Linked DNA regions of Sus scrofa: region 1 is linked to region 2. The links are chromatin contacts, called in public HiChIP or PLAC-seq maps. All regions are on one chromosome and are shown on one strand. Each heading gives the region's core, a stretch centred on a gene start, on an enhancer-like site or on the middle of the called end of the contact. The rest is flanking DNA. Distances are from core to core; before and after follow the strand shown.

Evidence for each region. HiChIP or PLAC-seq counts read pairs in DNA pulled down with a chosen protein or histone mark.
Region 1: a contact with region 2 is called in an H3K27ac HiChIP or PLAC-seq map of alveolar macrophages. The contact joins two enhancer-like sites. A contact is called at or near these places in 3 of 47 Hi-C or Micro-C datasets (alveolar macrophages, embryonic fibroblasts and omental adipose tissue) and 1 of 2 datasets of contacts at active chromatin or transcription factors (alveolar macrophages).

The regions. Positions count from the first base shown.
Region 1 is chr14:12,426,229-12,432,176 of Sscrofa11.1, reverse strand. No RefSeq gene overlaps it. Among named protein-coding and RNA genes, the nearest start is that of EXTL3, 8.3 kb to the left of the region's middle. Within about 2 kb of position 1,281, at least 4 of the 83 cell types and tissues checked have an H3K27ac peak or open chromatin away from gene starts, as enhancers often do. A contact at or near this core is called in alveolar macrophages, where this site is marked.
Region 2 is chr14:12,158,305-12,165,058 of Sscrofa11.1, reverse strand. All of the region lies in intron 1 of ZNF395 (zinc finger protein 395), which reads left to right. Among named protein-coding and RNA genes, the nearest start is that of ZNF395, 23 kb to the left of the region's middle. Within about 2 kb of position 4,743, at least 34 of the 83 cell types and tissues checked have an H3K27ac peak or open chromatin away from gene starts, as enhancers often do. A contact at or near this core is called in alveolar macrophages, where this site is marked.

The DNA of each region.
Region 1 (5,948 bases), core at 32-2,531, 270 kb before region 2:
AGCTCCAATTGGACCTCTAGCCTGGGAACTTCCATATGCCATGGGTGTGGCCCTAAAAAGCCCCCCCCCAAAAAAAAGATATTTGGGTTGTTTCCGCCTTTGGGTCATTGTGAATAATTCTGCTCTGAACACTGGCATACACTTCACATGTTTTCCCCTGCACGTGGTAAAATCTTATTTCTACTGTGGACCTGGCTAGCTTCTATTTATCTTACAGAGCCCTTTATAAATTCTGTAAACTTATAAAATAGTGGAATAGAGCCCAAACTCCAACTCCTGCCTGTGTTCAGAGATGTTCATTCCCACTTTGTCCTTGAATTACAGGCTTTCCTAGATGGACTATCATAATGAACGTGGGAGGACTGAGAGTAGGAGAGCCTGAAAAGTCCAGTTAGGAGGCTCCAGTAATCCTGGAGTTAGAGGTAGGGCCTGGGCCAAGGGAGGAAAAAGAAGTCCACTTTTGATATTCATAAATTTCCACATGCAGCCATTCTCAGAAAGTAACACGGTGTGGTGATCACTGTGGGTGTGAGAGGAGAAAAGTGGAATAGAGGAGTCCCCGTCGTGGTTCAGTGGTTAACAAATCGGACTAGGAACCATGAGGTTGTGGGTTCGATCCCTGGCCTTACTCTGCGGGTTAAGGATGGGGCATTGCTGTGAGCTGTGGTGTGGGTCGCAGACGCGGCTCGGATCCCACATTGCTGTGGCTCTGGTGTAGGACAGTGGCTATAGCTCAGGACAGTGGCTATAGCTCTGATTGGACCCCTAGCTGGGAACCTCCATATGCTGAGGGAGCGGCTCAAGAAAAGGCAAAAAGACAAAAAAAAAGGGGGGGGGATAGAATAGGAGATAAATAAAAAGAAGGGAGATTAGAGTAAGTGGTCACTTGAACACTCAGCAGAACTTTAGTCAAGCTACGAAATCATTACCATAATAGTGAATTTAGTCCAATAAAGGCAAAGTGGAATAGCCAGATGCCAACAAGCAACTTTATTTCACATGCTTCTGCATGAACGTAAGTAATCTAGTGCACTGAATACAAACAAGAATATGCAATTGGACATATACTGAAGACATGATCTAGCCTAAATTTGGTCAAACGTTGCCTATTGGTATTAACCTGCTTCCTGAGAAACAGTCACTGAAAGCCTCTGTGATTTTCTTTCCCTTCCCCAAAGCTTTGAGGCCTTGATCTGCATTTTGTCCAATTTATGAGAAGTTGCAAGACATTCCAATTGGTACACTTAGAAGTCTCTTGATGACCCTAATCCTGGGCCACTGCCAAGCAAAATTAGGAAGTAAACAGCCCCCATCTTCTTTTTGTGTCTTTCCCTTCCAGGCACTGAGTGTTAACAACAGGTATGAATCATTAAGGGTGGAATTTTAGGCATGAGTGGGAAAGAAAGTTTTTGGCTATGGCAACCCTGTGGGCACTCCTCAAATCACACCAAGACACACCACACACTCAGGTGGGCTGAAAAGCCAGTCCTGCCTGGACAGATCCTCTCAGGACTGAGATTTTCTCATAGGAAGTAGGCTTTGAAAGAACGTCTTGCTTCCTGGAGTTGAGCATATCTGGGCAGACCAGACTTGACTCAGTCTGACCGAAAAGGGTTTGAGACGATAAAAGAGGATGTGGCTAAAAGAAGGAAGCAAAAAGGACCCTTGGGGAAGAAGCCTGTAAATCAATTCTGTTTTCCCTTCAATTTCCCAAGCCAAAAGAATGAAACCACAACAAGTTCTAAGACACATCATGTGGAGCCACTAAGTATTGTGGTCACTGGGTTGTTCCTGTCCGTGTGTTCTTAGTTCCTGCTCCACAGTCAAGTCCCCACTCAGTACACAACTGCTAATGAATTCACTTAGGAAATCTCTTCAGCTGCAGGCAATATCAGCCCTGGGAATTCAGCCCTGTGAAATACCAGCCCTGTGCAAAAATCTTAACAAGCACAAGATTTGCTTTTTACATCTGACTACCTTTCTTTTGTCTCTGTGGGGTTTCCATCTCCCTGTCTCAGTTACTGACTCTTCATCTCTTACAACCTTCCCATTTCTTTTTACATAAAGTATCTTTACCTGTTTATTGAAAGGATCTTATATACTAATTCATACTAAGGCATGAATGACTGAAAATAGCTTATTATACTGCCTTTTACAAGCACAGTCACATTTTTTAAAGTAATAATTTCATCAGATAGATTTGATATGATTTTTTTTTGGTTGCACCTAGGCCACTGCAGTGATAACACCTTAACCCACTGCTCCACAAGAGAACTCCAGATATTATATATATATATATATATATATTTTTTTTTTTTTTTTTTTTTTTTTAAATCCAAGGAATGGAGAAAGATATACCAAGCTAACATTAATCAAGAGAACACTAGAGAAAAATTGGGCTTCAGAGCAAGGAAAATTATCAGGGATAAAGACAGGCAGACCTGATGATAAATGGGTTAAGTCTTCAAGAAGACATAATAATACTTAATATGTATGCACCTAAAAACAAAGCATCAAAATATATAAGGCAAAAACTGATAGAACTGCAAGGAGAAACAGATGAATCCACTATTAAAGTTAGACAGTTCAACAGCCATTATCAGAAATGGACAGATTCAGGAGTTCCCATTGTGGCTCAGTGGTTAACGAATCTGACTAGGAACCATGAGGTTACGGGTTTGATCCCTGGCCTTGCTCAGTGGGTTAAGGATCCAGCGTTGCTGTGAGCTGTGGTGTAGGTTGCAGATGAGGCTTGGATCCTGAGTTGCTATGTCTCTGGCGTAGGCCAGCGGCTACAGCTCCAATTAGACCCCTAGCCTGGGAACCTCCATATGCCGCAGGAGCGGCCCTAGAAAAAGGCAAAAAGATAAAAAAAAAAAAAAAGAAAAGAAAAGAAAAGAAAAAGAAAGAAAAAGAAAAAGACAGATTCAGCAGGCAGAAAATCAGTAAGGACATATTTGAACTCAATACCATCACCAATCTACTGAATACAATTGACATCTACTGGCTACTTAACAACAACAGAACACACATTCCTCTCATGTTCACATGGAACATTCATTAAGATCACATCTGGGTCATAAACACAATTTAATAAATTTTTTAAAAATAGAAATCATACAAAGTATGTTCTTAATTGTTCCCATTGTGGCTCGGACATAGTTAAAAACCCAACATAGTGTCTGTAAGGAGGCGGGTTTGATCTCTGGCCTCACTCAGTGGGTTAGGGACCTGGTGTCACCACAAGCTGCAGCAAAGTTTGCAGGTGTAGCTCGGATCCCACATTTTGTGGCTGTGGTGTAGGCCAGCAGCTGCAGCTCAGATTTGACCCCTAACCCCAGGAACTTCCACATGCTACAGGTGCAGCAAAGAAAAGAAAGTATGTTCTCATACCACAACAGAATTAAACTAGAAATTGTCGTCTAAAAAAATACACAGCCTTTTTTTGTTAGAATTATGTTTTATTTTGTGGATATTCTAAGGACTTTAAGCCCAGGAGACAGGACTCTCAGATGCTCTGAGGTACTGCTCTGAAGAGGTAAGTGAGGAGCCAAGGTATATAGGAGTTTTTGCAACAAAGACTAGATAGTCAGAACATCAAAATATTACTATTAATTAAAGCCAGATGGCTCAAGTTAGGGAATTTGGCACTTTTCTACGTATGGGAAGATGCAAAGGTCTGGGCTCACTTTTGTTGTTGTTGTTTTTGTTTGTTTGTTTTTTAGGGCTGCACCCAGGGTGCAGCACATGGAGGTTCCCAGGCTAGGGGTCTTATCAGAGCTATAGCTGTCGGCCTACAGCAACGCCAGATCCAAGCCACGTCTGCGACCTACACGACAGCTCAAGGCAACGCCAGATCCTTAACCCGCTGAGCAAGGCCAGGGATTGAACCTGCCACCTCATGGTTCCTAGTCGGATTGTTTTCATTGCACCACGATGGGAACACCATGAGACACTTCCTTTGATATGCACCTCAGCCATCTGGGGCCAGTATCCTCTTGCTTTCTCATCTTGAGTCTTGTCAGGGTGTACTGTTTGGGGTGGCTGCAGCAGCTGATTGCTAGATGGTGGGCATCCTGTTTCTATCCTGAGTTGCCTAAGGACCACCATTGGGGTAGCAGTAATGTGATGGCTTGATGGCTGCAACACCTTTTGTTTGCTGATATGGCAGGCAATGTTTTTCATTCACAAAGCCAATAACAAAAAGATGGAAAACTCTAAAATATTTGGAGATTGAACAAAACACTGCTAAATAACACAAGGGTCAAAGAAGTTGCAAGATAAATTTTTAAAAATTTAAACTAAATGAGGAGTTCCCACTGTGGCACAGTGGGTTGAGAATCCAACCTCAATGGGTCACTGCAGAGGCTCAGTCTGGATCCCTGGCCTGGCACAGTAGATTAAAGGATCTGGTGTTGTTGCAGCTGTGGTGTAGGTTGCAGCTGCAGCTTGGACTCAATCCCTGGCCGAGGAATTTCCATATGCCAAGGGTGCAGCCATAGAAAAAAATTTAAACTACATGAAAATGAAAATATAAATTATCAAACATTTGTAGGATACAGTGAAAGCAGTACATAAAGGGAAATTTATAGCATGGAATACATCTATTAGAAAAGAAAAAAGATGAAAAACCAGTAATCTAAGCTTACTTAAGCTTACAGGAAACTTAAGCTTACAGGAAACTCAAAAAGAAGATAAAAAGAAAAGAAATAACAAAAATTAGAGTAGAAAACAATGAAATTGAATACTGGAAATCAATAGAGAAAATCAGAAAAACTAAAAGCTGATTCTTTGAAAAGATCAATAAATAGATAAACCTCTGGCCAGGCTAATCAAGAGGAAAAAAAGAGAAAATACAAATTACTAATATCAGAAATGAAAGAGAGGCCATCACTACTGATCCCAGGGTAGCATGAAAAGGATAATAAAACAATATTATGAACAAATCTATGCCTACAAATTTGATAATTTAGATGAAATGGGACAATTTCTTGAAGACGTGGTTTTTTCTTCCAAACTCTTTTCTTTTCTTTTCTTTTTTCCTTTTTTTTTTTTTTTTTTTTTGTCTTTTGTCTTTTAGGGCCACACCCACAGTATATGGAGGTTCCCAGGCTAGGGGTAGAATCAGAGCTGTAGCTGCCGGCCTACACCACAGCTCACGGCAATGCCGGATCCTTAATCCACTGAGTGAGGCCAGAGATTGAACCTATGTCCTCACAAACACTAGTCAGGTTCATTAATCACTGAGCCATGACGGGATCTCCCCAAACTCTTTTCTACCAAAACTTACACAAAGAGAAATATATAATCTGAATAGGCTTTTCTTTTTTAAAGAAAATTAGTGAATCAATAATGAATAACCTTCTAAAATTGAAAGCACCAGGCCCAGAAGATTTTACTGATGAATTTTAACAAACATTTAAGGAAGAAATTATATTGATTCTCTAACATCTCTTCCAGAAAATAGACACAGGGAATATTTCCTAACTCATTCTATGAGAATAGCATTATCCTAATACCAAAACCAGACAAAGACACTACAAGAAAAGACGACTACAAACTATAGCACTCACGAACATAGATGCAAAAATCCTTAACAAATTATTAGCAAATTGTATTATATTAAAAACAATTTTGTAACACTGACCAGGTGGAATTTATCTTGGGTGTGCAAATCTACTCAACATTCAAAAACTAATTAATCTTATCCAGTGTATCAGCCTAGAGAAGAAAAAACATATGATCATATCAATAGATGTAGCAAAAGTACTTAACAAAATCCAACACCCATTCATGATAATATCTTTTATATAAAATTAATAATAACAAACTTTACCTGAATAAATTGTCAAGAATACTAGAAAGAGAAGACGTGCCCTGCTGGAGGTTTTTTTGGGTTTTGGTTTTGTTTTTGTCTTTTTAGTGCCATACCCACGGCATATGGAGGT
Region 2 (6,754 bases), core at 3,494-5,993:
AGGCATCAGGGCTGGGACTCTGGAGCCCCTGTCCTGCTGCTGGGTCTCCACTTGGGGAAGAGAGAACTAGACCAGGGAGGGGCCAGGAAAGCTGCAGACATCACAGCTTGCCAGCTGGAAGCATGTCAGTGGGCTCTTAGGGGAACCTCAGTTTTCTGAGCTGCAAAATTGGGATTATGTCATCCCTCTATATTTTCTGGAGTTGCCGGGAGGTCAGGGAAGAAAAAAAGAAGGAAGCTCCTAGACATGGGTCTCAGGGTGAATGTAACCCCAGTGCCACTGAGGCAGTTTGACTTGACATGCAGGTTATATGCTTACTCTGCAACCTGCTGGAGAGAACTGGTCGTTCTCTGAGGCTTGTTCTCCTAGAGAGACTTGGCTTTTGGTTCCCTCCTTCCCACCTGCTCGGGGTAGAATCCTGAGTCAGCAGTCGTCCACCTCTGCGCCACCTGCTGGAACTCTCACCTAGTTTTGGTGCAGCCAGATCAGGTTTAACCACAGTGCAGGCACCCACAGGTACACACATGTGTGCGAGCGTGCCCCCATGCATGTACAAAAACAGTGCTGCATAAGCTCTCCACCTCACCGGACATTTGTGGGCATGAATTGCCTTATCCCTGCTTGCTTACACAGAGTTCTCCACCTATTTTCAAGGAAACACTGCTGTCTTAGCATCGAGTTTGAACACTAAAACTCTCCCCTTTATTTTTAGAAATTTTTAAAATTGTAGTTGGTTTACAGTGTTGTGGCAATTTCTGCTGTACAGCAAAGTGACTCAGTTATACACACATAGACATTCTTTTTTATATTCTTTTCCATCCTGGTCTGTCCCAGGTGATCGGATATAGTTCTGTGGGCTGTTCACTAGGACCTTGTTGTTTATCCATTCTGAATGTAAGAGTTTGCATCTGCCAACCCCAGACTCCCAGTCCATCCCACTCCCTCCCCCCTCCCCCTTGGCAGCCACACGTCTATGTCTGTGAAAAATTATCTCCTTGTGTTTGTTGCCTGTTTTCATTTTAGGGCGAGCAGCAGGTCTTATTTCTTCTAACACACCACTATGTTTTAATCTGGGGCTCTCCTCACCTGTGGAAATAGCATTTATTCAAAGTCATAAATAGGGGTCAGCAAGGTATGGTTTCTGCCCTGCAAGGCTTGCAGTCCATTGGTACTAAGAGAAGTAGTTCTGGATCACTGAGCTCTCACTGTGTGCCAAGTCCTGTGCTAAGAATTGTCTCGTTTAATACAGAATAGTGTATGCACGACAGAGCAGCAAATAAAGGGCACTGGGGGTTTTGAAAGCAAAGAGGGGGGAGCGAGGTGTGAAGGAAGGGGAAGTGTGTTTGTGCCTGGGCTGAACTGTGAAAACGCTTTCCTTCCCCGCTGGCAGTACAAACAGAACGCTCTCTTTGACTTGATTGAATGGCCGTTGTGCAGTCAGACCAACAAAAGTATTTGTCGATCAGGATCATTTATTTGCTGGAGAAAATTCCGTGTAGCCAGATTAGGTGACCTGTTTCTATGGCCCATCTCTTGGAATATGAAAATAGCACTGCTGTTTGGGGCCCTCATTTTCCCCTTCCATTTTCCTGTTACATCTATTACAGTAATGGAAAGGCTGGATATTCACTTACAGGAGACGCTGTAGAGAGGATACCAGCCCCGAATGGGGGATGGGCAACCTGTAAGACCTCTGCCAGTCCTGATAGTCTCGTTCCAGTTTTATCAGTAGTCTAAACTATTCTACATTGAAGCAGTGTAATTCAGTTTTTAACAACCCGCAGAAGAAGACAGTGATTAGAATGCCCTGAGAATCCAAATGGCCTCTGGACAACTGACTTAGAAATGTTGGAATTGAATCAGTTACTGGTATGATCAATGCTGTGATCTTAAGCTCCTAGCATGAAAATCTAAAATGCACACCACACATTTAAAAATGGTGCAGCAGGGCCTCATACATAACTTGAGAGACCTAGACATTTTAGCTCAGGCCCTGGCTACTCTTGCAGGCTTTTCTTTCCAAAGCCAGGCTGGGTAGAGAGTCCCCTGGGAAGAAAAGGGTCAATATGTGCTCCGTGAAGTTTTTGGTTTTGTTTTGTTTTTTTTCTTTTTTTGGAGCCCATACCTCAGAAGAAAATAAGGCTTGAGAACTACCAGGCAGCATTGGGGAGGTGATGGTGGAGTATGGCCACTTTGCTTCTTCCTGCCAGGGTTCACATGGTGAGGACCACAGATGTATTTGCATGTAATCATAAATATACTGTGGATGGGGGGTTCCCGTTGTGGCTCAGTGGAAATGAATCTGCCTAGTATCCATGAGGACGCGGGTTCGATCCGTGGTCTTGCTCAGTGGGTTAAGGATCTGGCATTGCAAAGACCAAAAAAAAAAAAAAAAAAAAAAATGCTGTGGATGCAACATAGCACCCCTCAGCAAAGTTCATCCCTGGCCACGAATTACTGAAAAATGAGTTGTTTGGGCAAATGAATTGTCCTCTTCTCCACTAAATTCTCTTAGAAGATAAAAGGTGTGGTTTGCTACAGCATCTTTGGATGAGCTTAGAACATCACATTGAAAAGAATTAAGTTAAAACTTTGCAGATTTAAAAGAAAAAATCAGTGACTTTTCTGACAAAAGATGATGCAAAGTGAGATGCAAAATATTACCCAAAGAACTAAACACTCGAATTCTTGTTCTGCCCAGTGGTTACCCAGCGGAGATCATAAAATAGATGGAAAGCTGTAGTTTAGTGGAGAACCTGACACTCTTGGTAGAGGGGTGATGTGGCTAAATTCTAAATTGTTGAGCAGAGAGGCAGCAAGCATGCAGACTTCAGCAAGTGGAAGTCTGACTCCAAACCTCACCCTCTGTAACAGCAACCCCCCCCCATTAGTTGTGTAATGAATCACTTTGACTTTATGACCTGTGTCCTGGAAGTGCCACTCGCTGATGTCATGGCTTGTTGAGTGTCCCAGGGAGGTAGGAGAGAGCAACCATTGTACGTGAGCGCGTGCACACATACATACACGTGCTGAGACATGGGGTTGTCCGGCAACAGTCACATGTCAAGCGGCAATTGGCAACTTAGAACCACAGAGAGGGTTTGTTTTCCTCTTCTGTCTATTCCAGTTATTTAACTGATGGCAGATGTCCTCATTAAGGGCTGTTAGCACATCAGGAGACATTTGCTGAGCCCAGAAAAGGGCTAACCCCTTTTGGACATGGACCAAAATACATCTTCGTGGGTAGCCAGCCCCTCCCTGTGGGTGACAGTGGTGGGAGTGAGAAGCAAAGAGGACTTGGGATCTCCTAACACTGTACTTTAGCCAGGAAGTCTTTCTTGGTACAGAGTTTAAGTTTCAATCAGGGACTTTAAGAAGTTGAGAATGTAACTCTTTAAAGCTGGATTCCTGTTGAAACATGGTTATTGTTTCCTGTTACTATTAGTGTTTCTTGATTTCTCTTTGTGGTACCAGAACCATAGGACACATTTGGGGCTGGCTGGTTAATATGGACCATTGATAGCTCCCAAGAAAGAATTGGTAGGGGAGTGAGGAGAAAGTAGAGATGGGGGGGGTTCCCTTTGTGGCTCAGGTTCAGTCCCTGACCTGGGGACTTCCACATGCTGCGTGCACAGCCAAAAAAAAAAAAAAAAAAAAAAAAAAAAAGGAGGGATGGGGAATAGAAGTTTGAAGGAGGCAGCAGTTCCACTGATAGAGACACACTGGTGGGGGTAGGGGATTGGTGGATTGGAACCCTTGATCTGAGGTATAAAGTAATAGGTGGTCCTGGAAAGCCACTCTAGGGTCCAGAATTAACCTGGCTTCTCCACCCACCTGCATGGCAGGCCTCTGTAGGTGTTTGAATTCACTTCTGAATCCCTCAAGGACTGCTGATTGTGTTAGCAACTGAGCCATATTCCTAACATGATGAGTGTGCCAAACATACCTGGCCACCTTGCCCAGCCTACACTGAGTCTAGATTCATATATTTTCACTTCTATGCTATCATTCTCTGGTGTAAATTTGGCTAAACTTTTCCTTAACTTTGGGGATTAATTACATCATCGCTTTGGGCCCGCCCAGAGGGCCATACGTGTATAAAGGTCTTCCCAAACCGCTAAATGATTAACAGTGACTTGGACTGTTGAACAAGGTCAGAGTAAAGCATTGACCTTTCTTTCGTAGGGAGGTGGTTAGGATGCAAGTGGAGAAGGGATTTTCAAGGAAAGAAAGGAAGTGGAAGTAGAGACTTGCAGGATTGGGAGCCGTTGTTTTGTTCTGTTTTGCTTTCTTTTCTATTGTGGCTCACTGACGTAGGGAAAAAAAAAAGCCATGTAGATAAAAAGCAACTTTATTGCATGTTTTATTTTGGGAGAGCTCACACCTCCTGGAGTAGTGGCAGGATCGTGCCCTTTGACACCAGATAGACGTGAGTTCAGTCCCCAGGGACGGCCTTTCCTGGTTGTGTAGCCCTGGCAACCTAACCTCTCGGTGGCTCAGTTTCCTCATCAGAAATAAAAGAACATATGTTTAAGTCATTTTGAGGATTAAATTAGTACAGTTTGTGAAAGCTAGTGCTATTAGGCATTTAATAAAGGCAGTTTCCCTTCCTTCTTTCTCTTCTGCTTTTAAAAAATTAAGATTTGGGTGGACTCTAAATAAAACAAATACTAAAATATACTTCAGAGTGGAATTCGGGCCAATTACAGGAGAAAGGCCAGAGAACACATGTGGGAAGAAACCGGAAGTGGGCAGGTTCACCCACCGTGCAAATCCAGCAGGCTTTTTTGAAGGTCACCAGCTTTGCAGACCAAGTAAAAAGTGTTCTTTACATTTTCTTTTTTTTCAAAGACTTAACAAAAACATTGTCAGAATCTGTTAGTCAAATATTTCAGGCTTCATCTGTAGACTGGAAGCCCAGGAATTTTGGAAATACTACCCTGTCTTCATTTTCAGTGGTAGAAACCTCAAACTTCCTGCTGTGGAAAGTGGGGGTGGCCACTGTGTTTTTATTGGTCAAGAGCAGGATTGTTGCTTTCTCTGGATGGATGCTGCCATCTGATGTCTCTGAGTGGCACTGTGGCTTCACTTCTAGCTCAGTGAGATTAAACTGAGGGTAGGAGGTTCTTGTTTCTGGTTTAAGGCTTCGAGGATGGTGGTAGGTGACTTGAGTTTTTAAAACCGCGTTAACTTGGATGGACATCTGGTGTCTTTTTGGTTTTTCTGATAGCGGTAGAGAATTTACTCTTTACATTTTTTTCTTCCTTTTGATTACATACACAGTAAAGCTTTCCGATAGAATGTTACTGATTATAAAGACACTTGGAGAGGAACTCTGTAGAATGCTGTGATTTTGATCTTTTTCTTAACCTCTTCTTTGCTTTCTAGGGAATTCATGGTAGAGATACCATACTCTCTGGTTCTAGCCCTGGAAGCTCTGATTAAAACACTTGTAGAAATGAGCCAAACCCTTTCCTCCATATTTGCAACTTTATTATTATTTTCTTTTTTTTAATGAAAGTATAGTTGATTTTTAATGCACTTATTTCTGCAAAGTGAACCAGTCATACACATATATACATTCCCCCCCCCCTTTTTTTTTGGTCTTTTTAGGGCTATACCTGCAGCATTCAGAAGTTCCCAGGCTAGGGGTCAGATCAGAGCTACAGCTTCTGGCATACACCACAGCCACAACAATGTGGAATCTGAGCCCCGTCTGTGGCCTGTGTCGCAGCTTGTGGCAATGCCAGATCCTTAACCCACTGAACAGCAAGGCCAGGGACTGAACATTCATCCTCATGGATACTAGTCAGGTTCTTAACTCGCTAAGCCACAGCAGGAACTCCTACATTTCCTTCCTTATATTATCTTCCATCTTGGTCTATCCCAAGAGATTGGATATAGTTCCCTGTGCTATACAGTAGGACTTTATTGTTTATCCATTCTAAATGTGATAGTTTGTATCTGCTAACCCTAAATTCCCCATCCATCCTGCTCTTTCCCCCTTCCCTTTGGCAACCACAAGTTTGTTCTCTATGTCTGTGAGTCTTTTTCTTTTCTGTAGATGGATTCATTTGTGCCATATTTTAGATTCCACATATAAGTGATATATGTTAGTTGCCTTTCTTTTTCTCATTTACTTCACTTAGTATGAGAATCTCTAGTTCCATCCATGTTGCTGCAAATAGCCTTATTTGTTCTTTTTATGTCTGAGTAGTATTCCATTGTGTATATATACCACACCTTCTTTTTTTTTTTTTTTTTTTTTTGTCTTTTTGCCATTTCTTGGGTCGCTCCTGCAGCATATGGAGGTTCCCAGGCTAGGGGTCCAATCGGAGCTGTAGCCACCGGCCTACACCAGAGCCACAGCAACTCGGGATCCGAGCCGCGTCTGCAACCTCCACCACAGCTCTCGGCAATGACGGATTGTCAACCCGCTGAGCAAGGGCAGGGATCGAACCCTCAACCTCATAGCTCCCAGTCGGATTCGTTAACCATTGCGCCACGACGGGAACTCCTGTACCACATCTTCTTAATCTGTTTATCTGTCAGTGGATATTTAGGTTGTTTCCATGTCTTGGCTATTGTGAATAGTGCTGCTGTGAACATAGGAGTGCACGTATCTTTTTGAATTATAGTTTTGTCTGGATTTATGCCAGCAGTGGGATTGCTGGATCATATGGTAGTTCTATATTTAGTTTTCTGAGGAACCTCCATACTGTTTTTCCATACTCTCTAGTGGTTCTACCAATTT